Regions from separate parts of the Zea mays genome. Here region 2 is linked to region 1. A link is a contact called in public Hi-C data. All regions are on one chromosome and are shown on one strand. The core of a region is the stretch at or near the end of the contact, and the rest is flanking DNA. Distances in the headings are between cores, read along the strand shown. Region 1 holds the start of LOC100275405. Region 2 holds the start of LOC606484 (deoxy xylulose synthase 1).

Region 1 (5,640 bases), core at 1,370-3,869:
ACCTCTGCATGCAGTGGGCTCAACCTCCCTTTTTAGTTTTTTAGCACCTCCCTCTAGGAACTCTCCTCTGCAGTTACTGGCAATGAAAACAACCCCATCCTCCTTTCTTGAAATCAGAGCATAAAGAAGATGAATCAGTAATCAGGTGGGAGTGCAACCCATGACTGCTTTCCCTCCTACCTTCCTGTCTTTCTTTATCTGATTCATTCAGCCTAGGAAAAACCATAAAATAATATTCTGCTGTGTCATGCAAACATCCCTCATAATTGTTTTTGCCATAATCATTGCTGATTAGAGTCAGATTTTATTTCTATCATTCAGAAAGATGGTATAAATTAGAAAATAACAGACCCATTTTGTTTGGCAGAGAAAACGAGGTTCTACAAAAGATTCTGTTGCCTTGTACGCAGTGCAATGCTACAAGTGCTACAAATGGCGTACTGTTCCAAAAGAAGAATTCGAGACACTCCGTGAGAACTTCACCAAGGATCCATGGTTCTGCAGCAGACGGCCAGACTGCTCCTGCGAAGACGATGCTGACATCGAGTACGACAGCAGCCGTATCTGGGTTCTGGACACGCCCAACATACCAAAGCCTCCACCAGAGACGGAGAGGCTAGTGATTATGGGCGGTGACTACACCAGAATGGACACGTATTACGTCATGCCCAATGGGAAGCGTGCGAGGTGTGCTGGTGACGTGGACAAGTTTCTGGAGGCAAATCCAGCGTACAAAAGCCGCATATCTGCTTCGGATTTCGACTTTGCACCGCCCGAGGTTGTTGAGGAGACTGTTGTTTCTCACAATTTTCTGCCTCTGCAAGGTTGCCAAGGCCAAGAAACAGGAGAAGGCAGAGAGGCACACAAAATAGGTGAAAGCAGAGAGGCATCGATGCTCTGAACTGTGCCTGTGCCCTGTGCTATGTAGGTGATAGTCCGCTCAAGATCACGTCACGTCTCGTTCCTATCTAGTACGGTTGTCTATCTCGGCTGAAGTTAATGTAGTAGGTCTTCTTGCGTGTTAATTCCTGGGGAATATATGAGATGTTTAATAATTAGTTGCTTAGGCCTTAAAACTGTGCTTCCTTAACTTTTGTTCTTCAGTCATCTCGTATATGCACGTTGTTCCCGTTAGCTAGCAGCCTAGTCGGTGACTGTGCATCTCGTTATCATAGCTAGATGTCTGTGCGCATAAAGCTTGAGCAAAATCTAACATTTCATACAGTGTAGCACAAGACAAGAAACAAATGTGTAGGACCAACAATGTATGTAGACTAGCAGCGTTGACCTGATGCTGGCATGCCAGAGAGTTCTTTCGATGATGTTGATGGTGCACTGGTCTCGCCTTCAGGCCTTCAGTTTCGTTGTCCGTCCTGAAGTTTGCCTTCAATAATCTCTTGCTCCTGGCTGATGTTTTCATTGTGACCCTACATCTTGTATGTCAATGGAAGCACGATTCTTCCGTCGGGAAAAAAAATTCTCTACGTCCTCGTGCAAACACATTCTTTTGTAGTCTCTCACATCCACCGCCTGAAAATCCACAAAACAGATTAAAATTTACAACTTAACTCATTATTAATTTGTTTTTCTTTTATTTATATGAGCCTGCAGGTAGTGGGTGTGAGAGACTGAAAATGAGTGTGTTTTGCATTCGGGATGCAAATAATTTTTTTCCTCGTTTATGCTGTCACCTACATACTGTTGAGTAATTAGACATTTTTATATTAAATTCCGAATATAAATTATGACCAACAATAAATAGTCTAGGTGTCTATTCCACAACAAGGAACTAACATGTTACATAACGGCATAATTATATAAATACAACACACATCTACCATAATAGATAAACTGAAGTATAATATCAAAGTAGATGAACTTTGAAAAAACCGGTGGTTAACCAAAACCACGTCTCGGTGGTTTCGGTAAACCGAACGATTTATCGCCAAAACCGACTGGTTTTGTAAACCTTGCTTGCAACACATAGGAGCAGTGCATGATGCATGTCTGACATAAGTGGGTGTTTAAGATTGCTCCATATTAGAACTCTAATTTGACGCTACAATTTACAATATAAATTTAAATAGTTTTTAAAAATATTTTTAATCTAAACCATAGACAAAATAATTTCTTCACTAATTTTTACAATTTTAGTTCTAAAATTTTCTGAAGCATCTAATTATCCTTCACCATAAATTGTTTTTAGAGTTAGAGCAGTTTTAAATAGGATCTAAATTAGGTGGGTTATAGGAATAGTTTTGCCGTTTGCATATCTATATTTTTTTCCTACAGGCTAGTAGATATATTTTAAAACTTTATTGTTTGAAACCTTATATTTTGAATTCAGAAACTTTATACAAGCATCTTAAAACCTTTCTACTTGAATATTTAGAACTTATGTCGCGTAGAGCACACGCGGGAGGAAAGCGAGAAGCCCCAGAACGGCTGGCCATCGGTTTATCGCATCAGTCTACTACGGCTCTTCGGAGTACAAATTATTGCAATATTGTTTTTCCCCGCGCAGAAGGTTCCGGAAGCAAGGGACGTTTCTGGATACAGGGCGTTCCGTTCTCTCCAGCTGCGTATAAATTCTGCCCCACCGTGTCATCTCCCGCACCGTCTATTCTTGGGCTGTCGGCCTCACGTTTTCCACTGCTTCCAGAGGCTTCCTCTCGAGTCCGCAGTCTCTCTTCCCTACGAAGTTCAGAAGTTGTCACAATGACTCATATCCTTGGCCACACATTGTTTTTTTTTCTGTTCCTGTTGTTCTATCGATTCTTGTAAGGGCGGGTTTTGCAGTTCGTTGCTCTTTTATGTCATGGTGGACTCGTTGTTTTTTATGTTTTCTGTTGGAACGGCGTGTTTCGGATGATGGTTCCGTTTCGTCCTTGACCTGGGCTGGGCTGCACGCGGCGACCAGAGGGAACGCGACCGGCAGAGGGCGCAGGCGCGGCGGCCCGCGGCCAAGGGGCGCGACGACGGGCTCACCCCGGAGCAGCGGCGGGAGCGGGACGCCAAGGCGCTGCAGGAGAAGGCTGCCAGGAAGGCGGCGCAGGCCGCGGGAGGCGCCTGCGCCAAGGGCGGCAAGAACACCGGCAAGAAGTAGCCGGGGTCTTTACTCTTTAGTTCGCAGGATCTGCTCGTGTTGGAAGATCTGTATTTGCCTAGATCTGGAATGCAATGCGATTTCGTGGGCGTTGTCTCGAGCAGTGCTGAAACAACGGTTCACAGTAAAATTTGTAGCAAAGATTTAAAAAGAACGAGGGCGTTGGCACTTTGCTTTGCAAGTGATCTGCGTAGCGTAACAAGGCCCGTTTGAAGGTAATTTTGTTAACAAAAGGATGGGCTCATTGACCATCAGAAGTTTACGAACATAGATAAAACCGAACACACCTCCAACAGACGCTTAGGAATGTTGTTAAAAAAACCTGGCGAAGTAAACTGACAGTAAAGAAAAAGAACCTGATGAAGTCAGCTTTCATTGATAAAGAACAAAATGCGATTTGGTTGCGCCCGCTTTCGGGTCCATGCTGGAAACATCCAGAACAAGATTAAAAAAACAAAACAAAGGGTTGATAAAAAAACAAAAGCAGAAAACATCACCTTCTAGCCTGTTATGGGTCGGTAGTCAGTGCCTCGGCTTTAGTCATACATCAGCTAGCCAAGTGGCTGTGGGCAGCTTAAAAGAGAGAGTCCTCCTTCTCTCATCAGTCTGGCTTTTGGCTCTCTTGGCTGGGCCAGCCCACGAGCGCATGAACGTCCGAAGCTGTCGAGTGTGAGCTGGGCCGGGGGCTTCCCAAGGGGTGGGATGTCAGGGGTCGGTAGTCAGTGCCTCGGCTTTAGTCCCACATCAGCTAGCCAAGGTGGCCGTGGGCAGCTTAAAAGGGAGAGTCCCCTCCTCTCATCGGCCTGACTTTTGGGATGTGAGTGGTGTGCTCTCTTGGCTGGGCTAGCCCACGAACACATGAACGGCCGAAGCTGTCGAGTGTGAGCTGGACCGGGAGTTGGACGCTGACATGGGCGAAAGAGCAGAGGCGCACCCGCGCTAAGGAGCCGAGGCGAAGAAGGCGATGCAGTTGCTTTTTCATCCACGCCTTGCATTTTCATCCCCCTCCACTTCCCGTTCGAATCCGCGTTCGACCACCACATCCCAGCTCCACCTCCCCCTCGGGCCGTCGCATCCTGTTCCGACCCGACCCATTTTCTACATTTAACCCGCCTGTTTTCATATTTTTGAAAAAAACGGGTTCGGGACGGGTTACGGGTTGGAAGGTCTGCGGGGTCGGGACGGAAACGGGAAGTACTATTTTCCGATTGGATTGTCAGGATCCCGTATTCGGTCGGGATATTTCCGGATTTAACCCGGATACAACCCGAAGTGGTCATCTGTCAGCCATCTCTCCCACTAGGCCCAAAGCGGTCAAGCCCAATAGGCCTCCACAGACCACGGCTCCACTGAATTGACTCGGCAGTCGGACGCCGCACGGCACGGACACAGCGACACCGGGTGGTTGGGGCAGCCGAGCTGCTGCTGATTGACGTTGGTGCCTTATGACGTGTGCCTACGGTTTGTTTGAAGCTTTTATGCATTTAATAGCTATGCTACATACTACCATATTTACTACGTTCAAGGCACAAGTGCAATAACAAGGATTACTTGCTGCTACCTATCATTTGCAAATACTTATACACGTATATTCTAAAATATAGGATCAAGGTCAGGATAGTGATTCCCAATTCATGAATGAAGATGGCGGGCTGTGAAGAAATCTTATTTTTTCTGTTGTTCAGTGGCTATGTGGTCATATAATCATGTGGTAATGTGGACTTATTTTCTCGTTGTTTAGTGGACTATTGAATTTGGACTATGGCTACAACACCTTGTGAGTGCTTGTTTCCGGTTAATTTTTTCCGTTGAGGTAAATTCCGTCCGTTTTCGGTTAATTTTCCGCCGTTTTGGTTCGTTTCCGTGAACCCGTATAAACCCGACCGACTTTCGTCCATGGTTGTTCCGCTCCCGAACCCGTTTCCGATGATGAATTGCGGGAGCGGAAACGGGAGAAGAGTTTTCCGTCCGTTTTCATCCCTATTGCTTCTTCAGCGATAGTGCATTCAGCCATACTGCGCCTCCTCTAACTCCGACAGGAACCAGTTGTCGTCTTCCTCTATCTCTATCTGACCTCATCTCTACCCCACCGCCGTCCGTGCCTTCAGAAGGCGTTCCCGGTTAGGGATGGCAACGGGCCGGCTATAATAAATACCCGCGAAAAATTCCAGAAAATATAATCATAACTAGCAAAAAATCTAGAAAATTTATGCATATAGGGAACACTTCAAACAAGTATTCATGAATTATTCGTCAACACAGGCATACAGAACATAATATGGGAACACTTCAAATCTTTATGATACATGCTCACTAGTTTTTTAGTTTTTACGGATATCCACGGGTAATCCGTATCCGACCCGATTTCATCACGGGTCGGGCACGGGCAAGACCCGCGGCCGCGGGTACAAATTCATACTCGATCTCGACAGGTCGGATATTCGGCGAATATCCGAACCCGCGGGTAAAATTGCCATCCGTATTCCCGGTGGCCGGCATCGGGACGTGTTGCTATTCGCTCCCGAGGTAGCCGC
Region 2 (5,640 bases), core at 2,342-4,841, 350 kb after region 1:
TCATCACTTTTGTCAGCTAAAGATGGAGTTCGGATTTTTTTTCTCTCTCTCTCTCGTTATCATTAGGGCGACCGAGCAGCTAGCTAGGGTGAGACTTGCCTTGAGTTTGCCGTCGAGAAGGCCGTCCAGGGCCATGAACTGGGCGACGTGCGAGCCGAACCCGCCGATGGAGCCTTCCTCCACGGTGATGAGCACCTCGTGGGACTTGGCCAGGCTCCTGATCAGGGCGTGGTCCAGCGGCTTGCAGAACCTCGCGTCGGCGACGGTGACCTTGAGGCCGTGGCGCTGCACCAGGGACGCGGCAGTCAGGCAGTACTGCACTGCCGACCCGTACCCCAGCAGCGCCACCCGGTCGCCCTCAAGCAGGATCCTGCCTTTGCCGACCTATATAGGCCGATTACCAAAACTGAAGATCCCCGATTGATAAAAAATGAGTAAAAGACACCATCGATCGATGTATACGTACCTCGAGGGGAGTGCCTTTGTAGTTGGGCGGCAACGGGACGCCAACGCCGTTGCCTCTCGGGTAGCGGAAGCAGGACGGGCGGTCGTCGATGGCCGCGGCGGTGGCGACCATGTGGCAGAGCTCGGCCTCGTCGGACGGGGCCATGACGACCATGTTGGGCAGGCAGGCCATGTACGCGACGTCGAACGCACCGCAGTGGGTCGGCCCGTCCGCGCCGACCAGCCCGGCCCTGTCCATGGCGAACCGCACCGGTAGCTTCTGCAGATCGACGTCGTGCACGACCTGCGCCACCACCCACACGGCCACACCGGCCCATCGGCGACGTGCGTACGGCGTCAGTCGAGGACCGCGCCCGCACAAAAGAAGAAAACGATCGAGTAGCAGCAAGCAAATGCGAAGAACGGCCCGGCCGGCGGGCACACGGCAGCGTGCGCACCTGGTCGTAGCCGCGCTGCAGGAAAGACGAGTAGATGGCGCAGAAGGGCTTGAGGCCCTCGCAGGCCAGGCCGGCCGCGAACGTGACGGCGTGCTGCTCCGCGATCCCGACGTCGAAGCACCGGCTCGGGAAGCGGCGGAGGAAGTAGTTGAGCCCCGTGCCGCCGCCCATGGCCGCGTGGATGGCCACGATCTTGCTGTCCTGCTCCGCCTCGGCGATGAGCGCCTCGGCGAAGTAGTTGGTGTAGGACAGCGTCTTGGCGGGGGACTTGAACTGCTTCCCGGTCGCCGGATCAAACTTGGCGACACCTGCACGCACGCACGCATCAAACAACAGAGCCAAGATGACGCACAGATTCCGGTCGGGGTACGATCTGTGCTGTGCAACAGGCAAACAGTGGCACATATGCTAGCTCATGTGGTGCGTTGTACCGTGGTACTTGTCGGCGGCTCGCTCGGCGTAGGGGTAGCCGCGGCCCTTCTCGGTGACGACGTGGATGAGGACGGGGCCGGTGGTCTTGGTGCTCTTGACGTCGTTGAGGATGGTGATGAGGTCGTCGATGTTGTGGCCGTCGACGGGGCCGATGTAGTAGAGACCGAGCTCCTCGAAGAGCGAGGAGCCGGGCCCGCTGATCATGCCGCGGGCGTACTCGTCCACCTTCGCCGCCAGCTCGTGCACTGAGCCACCGATCTGCTTCGTCACTCCCTGCACAAGCACAAGCACGCACGCCAGCGATCGGTCAGAGACTCAGAGCTGCAAACCTGGGCCGCCCATTCCTTCCACAATCCTTGTCGGCCCAACAAGAATGGGCCGGTCAAAACCTAGCCCAGGTAATATTATGACCAGTCCAGTAGAAGATGAACCAATGTCAGTCAAACTTGGATACAGCTCGAGTAGCATGATAAACTATTTCTAGAGTCAACTTGCTGCGACCTGAGATCCATCATCCATGCTTTGAGTAGCTTTGTTTATACAAAGTTTGCCTAGTAGTGGGCATTACTCGAATCTACGGACTGTTGCTAGAATGCTAGCTCGTATACGCTTCGTCATCGGCCTTTCTGGTGAACATGTGTCCATGCATGCCCCCTAGAAGCAGATTAGTGCACGTCACTCTGCATCTGACGCAGCCTATTTTGGCATGTTCGCTAAGACTAAACAAGTTTCATTCAGACGCTTTCGTGCAGTAGATTCAAGAAGCTCCATAGCTCGCGTCATGTACGTCTGCTGCTGCCCGATGACTGTTGACAGTTTTCCATTTAATTCCAAAGGCAAGGTTATTTATTTATCTTAATGATTTGATAAAAAAATATGTGCAACTATAGGAATTACTACTAATCAAGATTCCAGAAAATCTACGCGCTTCCGTGAGAACGAGGACAGTCTGGAAATTTGACGTGTTAGGGCTTGTTCGGTTAGCTCTCAATCCATGTGGATTGAGCGGGATTGGATGGGTTTGAATCCCAAACAGCTCAAACTTCTTCATAATTTTTTCCAATCTCATCCAATCCATGTGTATTGGGAATAACCGAACAAGCCCTTACGTGGCGCTTGCCTAACCGGCCGGGCTGTCAAGAGGGTGATGTAGCGTCCCATCCAAGGTTTGTGCGGACGTACCTTGGCCACCTCCCTGAGCTCCCTGAGCGGCCTGCTTGACTGCAGCTTGCTGAGGGCGCTGCTGAGCGCGCCCACGGGCGGCACCGGCCCGTCGAGCGTCGCCGTGGGCAAGGACACCTGCTTGTTGTCGTTGAGGATGACGATCATGTCGGAGTCCAGGTACCCGGCGTTGTTCATGGCCTCGTACGCCTGCCCGGCCGTCATGGCGCCGTCGCCGATCACCGCGACCACGTTGTTCTTGCCGCCCTTGAGGTCCCGGCCCACCGCCATCCCGAGCGCCGCGGAGATGGTGGTGGAGCTGTGGCCCGTGCCGAAGCTGTCGTACTCGCTCTCGGCGCGCTTGGTGAAGCCCGCCAGGCCGTTGGTCTGCCGCATCGTCGGCATCTTGTCGCGCCGCCCCGTCAGGATCTTGTGCGGGTACGACTGCATGCGCGCGAATCAGACAAACAAAACCCGGGTCCGGGGTGGTTAATTAGCTAGCCTGTCCGCGACCTGCCCGGCACGCTCACATGGAGCGCACGTTACCCAGAGCCATGCCGCGCGCGCGGCCCATGCCGCATCAGCGTACCTGGTGGCCGACGTCCCAGAGGATGCGGTCCTGCGGCGCGTTGAAGACGTAGTGCAGCGCGACGGTGAGCTCCACCACGCCGAGGCTGGACCCGAGGTGGCCGCCGGTCTTGGAGACGTGGAAGATGACGTCGGACCGGAGCTCGTCGGCCAGCTGCCGCAGCTCCTTCACAGACAGGTTCTTCATGTGGACGGGGTAGTTGATGGTGTCCAGCAGCGGCGTGGGCGGCCTCTGCGAGTAGTACTCCGCCTCGCGCTCCGACGACAGCGACGCCGACACGCATGCCGGCCTCCGCCGAGGCTGCACGCAGCATTGGCCATCAAACTAACCGGAACGGAACTGAGAAAATTTAGCTTGCGTACAACTGGCAGAGGAAGCTTACCTTGAGATTGATAGGCCTGGCCTGGAGCAGCTTGTTGACATGGAGCTCGACCGCCGAAGCGAAATGGGAGTCCTGAGCCGGCACACCGAGGAATCCCCTTGGGACAGAGAACGTCGACAGAGCCATTGCTTCCTCTCCTCTTCCTGCTCAACTCAAGAATGCAACAGCCTCTGCCAGTGGTGGCACTCCAACGGTTCGATCGATTTCCTCAAGAACCGACCAAAATGGTAGTGGCGAGCTTGAGCTGCGAGCTAATGGTGGCGCTGACAGTGCACAGAAGGGTGCATGAATGGCGGGCGGATTTGGGAAGTGGCCGGGGAGAGAGTGTGCGAAGGCGCCGGGGATGCGCCTATAGCAGTAGTGCGGCGGGTCCGGGGACGAGGGGATGCGGGATGCCGAGGGGAGTGTGGATGACCACGTAGGTGGGGAAGGCCATGGCCGCGCGTGTGGCTGGAATTCATTCGCCTGTGCCCAAGGACCAAGGTGCCCCTGCCCTGCCCCCCCCCCCCCCCCCCCCCCCCCCCCCCCCCCCCCTCGTCCTCCCGGGTCGAGCAACCGGCGGGAGCGAGTGAGAGCAATGGGTGTCCTACCAATGTCGCACCCCATTGGGCCAGCTCGACCAAGTATCCCGAGAGGATAATATGGGATAAGATACAAATCAAACAAATATCAATTGTGGAGAAGTGAGGTAGGAGCTGCACAAAAGTGCATAGAGAAAGGACTTTTGTCCCCGTACCTACATCTACGGCTCCCATAATTATATACCCTTTTAGACCATGTTCGGTTGCTGGTGGATAGAAGTAAATCTCTCTCTATTCAATTTTTGACTAGCAAGAGATTTAATCATCTCTAATCTCTTTTAATCTATCACTAATCGAACAAGCCCTGAGGATTTACCCAAGCCTGATTGCCCAAAAGAATACCTTTGTAAATTTGCACATCGCCACATTGAGTAATTTGTAATAACAACTCCACATGCACTTAGGACATGTTTGGTTGCTGCCCTAGAAGGAAAATAGCTGCTAGGCAACAAGTTCTAACCACAAAACACTTAAAATTAGTAGCTTGGATTGCTACATGCTGGTCAAGCAAACATAGGAGCTTGCTGCCTCTGATGCCGCTTGACATGTCTGATTCAACTTCTATAATATAATTTATTAAAATGATCAACAAACACTCTAGTTTATAAGTAATCTTGTTTAAGCTTATTTCAATTTTTGCTCCCATACATGTTTGATCCCCCTTCACTCGACCCAAATACAACAAAAAGACCCAATTTCCTTATGCAACATCACACACTATCACAACTCAAGCACTATTTATGGTAAGGACAAGTGAAATGTCATGCAACTATATATATCATCTTTGTATTTACTACATTCTTGATGCTAATCTCCTTTTTTCTTGATAATCTTCACTTTGCCACCGCTGACATCCACCTTTAGTTCCGTCAATATGCAAGCCACTTCTGTTACAAGTTATTTTTTAGATAAAGATGTTACACTTTTTTACCCTCTTCTCTCTTTTATGTTTGATTTAAAGACATGAAGGTGCATTTAATTTTAAATTTCATTATTAAGTTAACTCCTACTGCAACATCATGTTCTTCTAGAACTCGGGCACCTACAAATGATGATGCCAAGTGTCCATACCTCCATCTTTTCAACAGGGTGCATATCTTGCTCCATGGTTCTGTGAAAGGGCCTCTAGCAACTAGTTAGGTGGTCTGAGTAGCACTCGTCAGGTCATAAGTTTGACTCCCTACGGGAGAGAATTCCATGTTGGTGTCGTTCTCACATGGGCTACAGTGCCACTGTGTATGGGTATGACAGGGGTTTGGGATTTTCTCGACTTGTGTGGGAAGATCTTCTTCTTAATCCTATACCCAAGGATTGTCTTACCCCCACCGATCAAGGTTTTTTTGCTCTATGAGTCTATTCTTCTATGGCTCTATGGGTAGATAGAGTTGAGGTGGGGGTAATGTAGCATGGGCTGGTACCAAGAATCCCAAATAAAAATTAGAAGAATGTAAGGAAATGTTTTGTGACAACTTAGGTTGAAGAGAGTTAGTTTCACCTTTCTCTATCATGTCCTTTGGTGATTCAATGTTAGAATTTGCTTCATGTGACCATTGAAAATCATTTGTTGTTTTGATGAGTTTCAAAAATAAGTTA

What was found. Hi-C and Micro-C count contacts between places; a contact is called where the count stands out from the background.
Region 2: a Hi-C map of ear shows a contact between it and region 1, with 3 times the contacts expected there. The contact joins the promoter of LOC606484 here to the promoter of LOC100275405 in region 1. A contact is called at or near these places in 3 of 25 Hi-C or Micro-C datasets (ear and leaf).

The regions. Positions count from the first base shown.
Region 1 is chr6:157,124,727-157,130,366 of Zm-B73-REFERENCE-NAM-5.0, forward strand. It overlaps LOC100275405, which reads left to right and starts at 2,620. Exons shown (of 2, transcript NM_001328158.1): 1 at 2,620-2,725; 2 at 2,910-3,236. The coding sequence starts at 2,719. The coding sequence ends at 3,106. It overlaps mbd120 (methyl binding domain protein 120), which reads left to right. Exons shown (of 2, transcript NM_001362800.1): 2 at 368-1,059. The coding sequence ends at 901.
Region 2 is chr6:157,470,365-157,476,004 of Zm-B73-REFERENCE-NAM-5.0, forward strand. LOC606484 (deoxy xylulose synthase 1) reads right to left here and starts at 3,592. Exons shown (of 8, transcript NM_001164333.1): 1 at 3,467-3,592; 2 at 3,085-3,384; 3 at 2,517-2,939; 4 at 1,334-1,607; 5 at 903-1,210; 6 at 467-748; 7 at 100-384. The coding sequence starts at 3,592.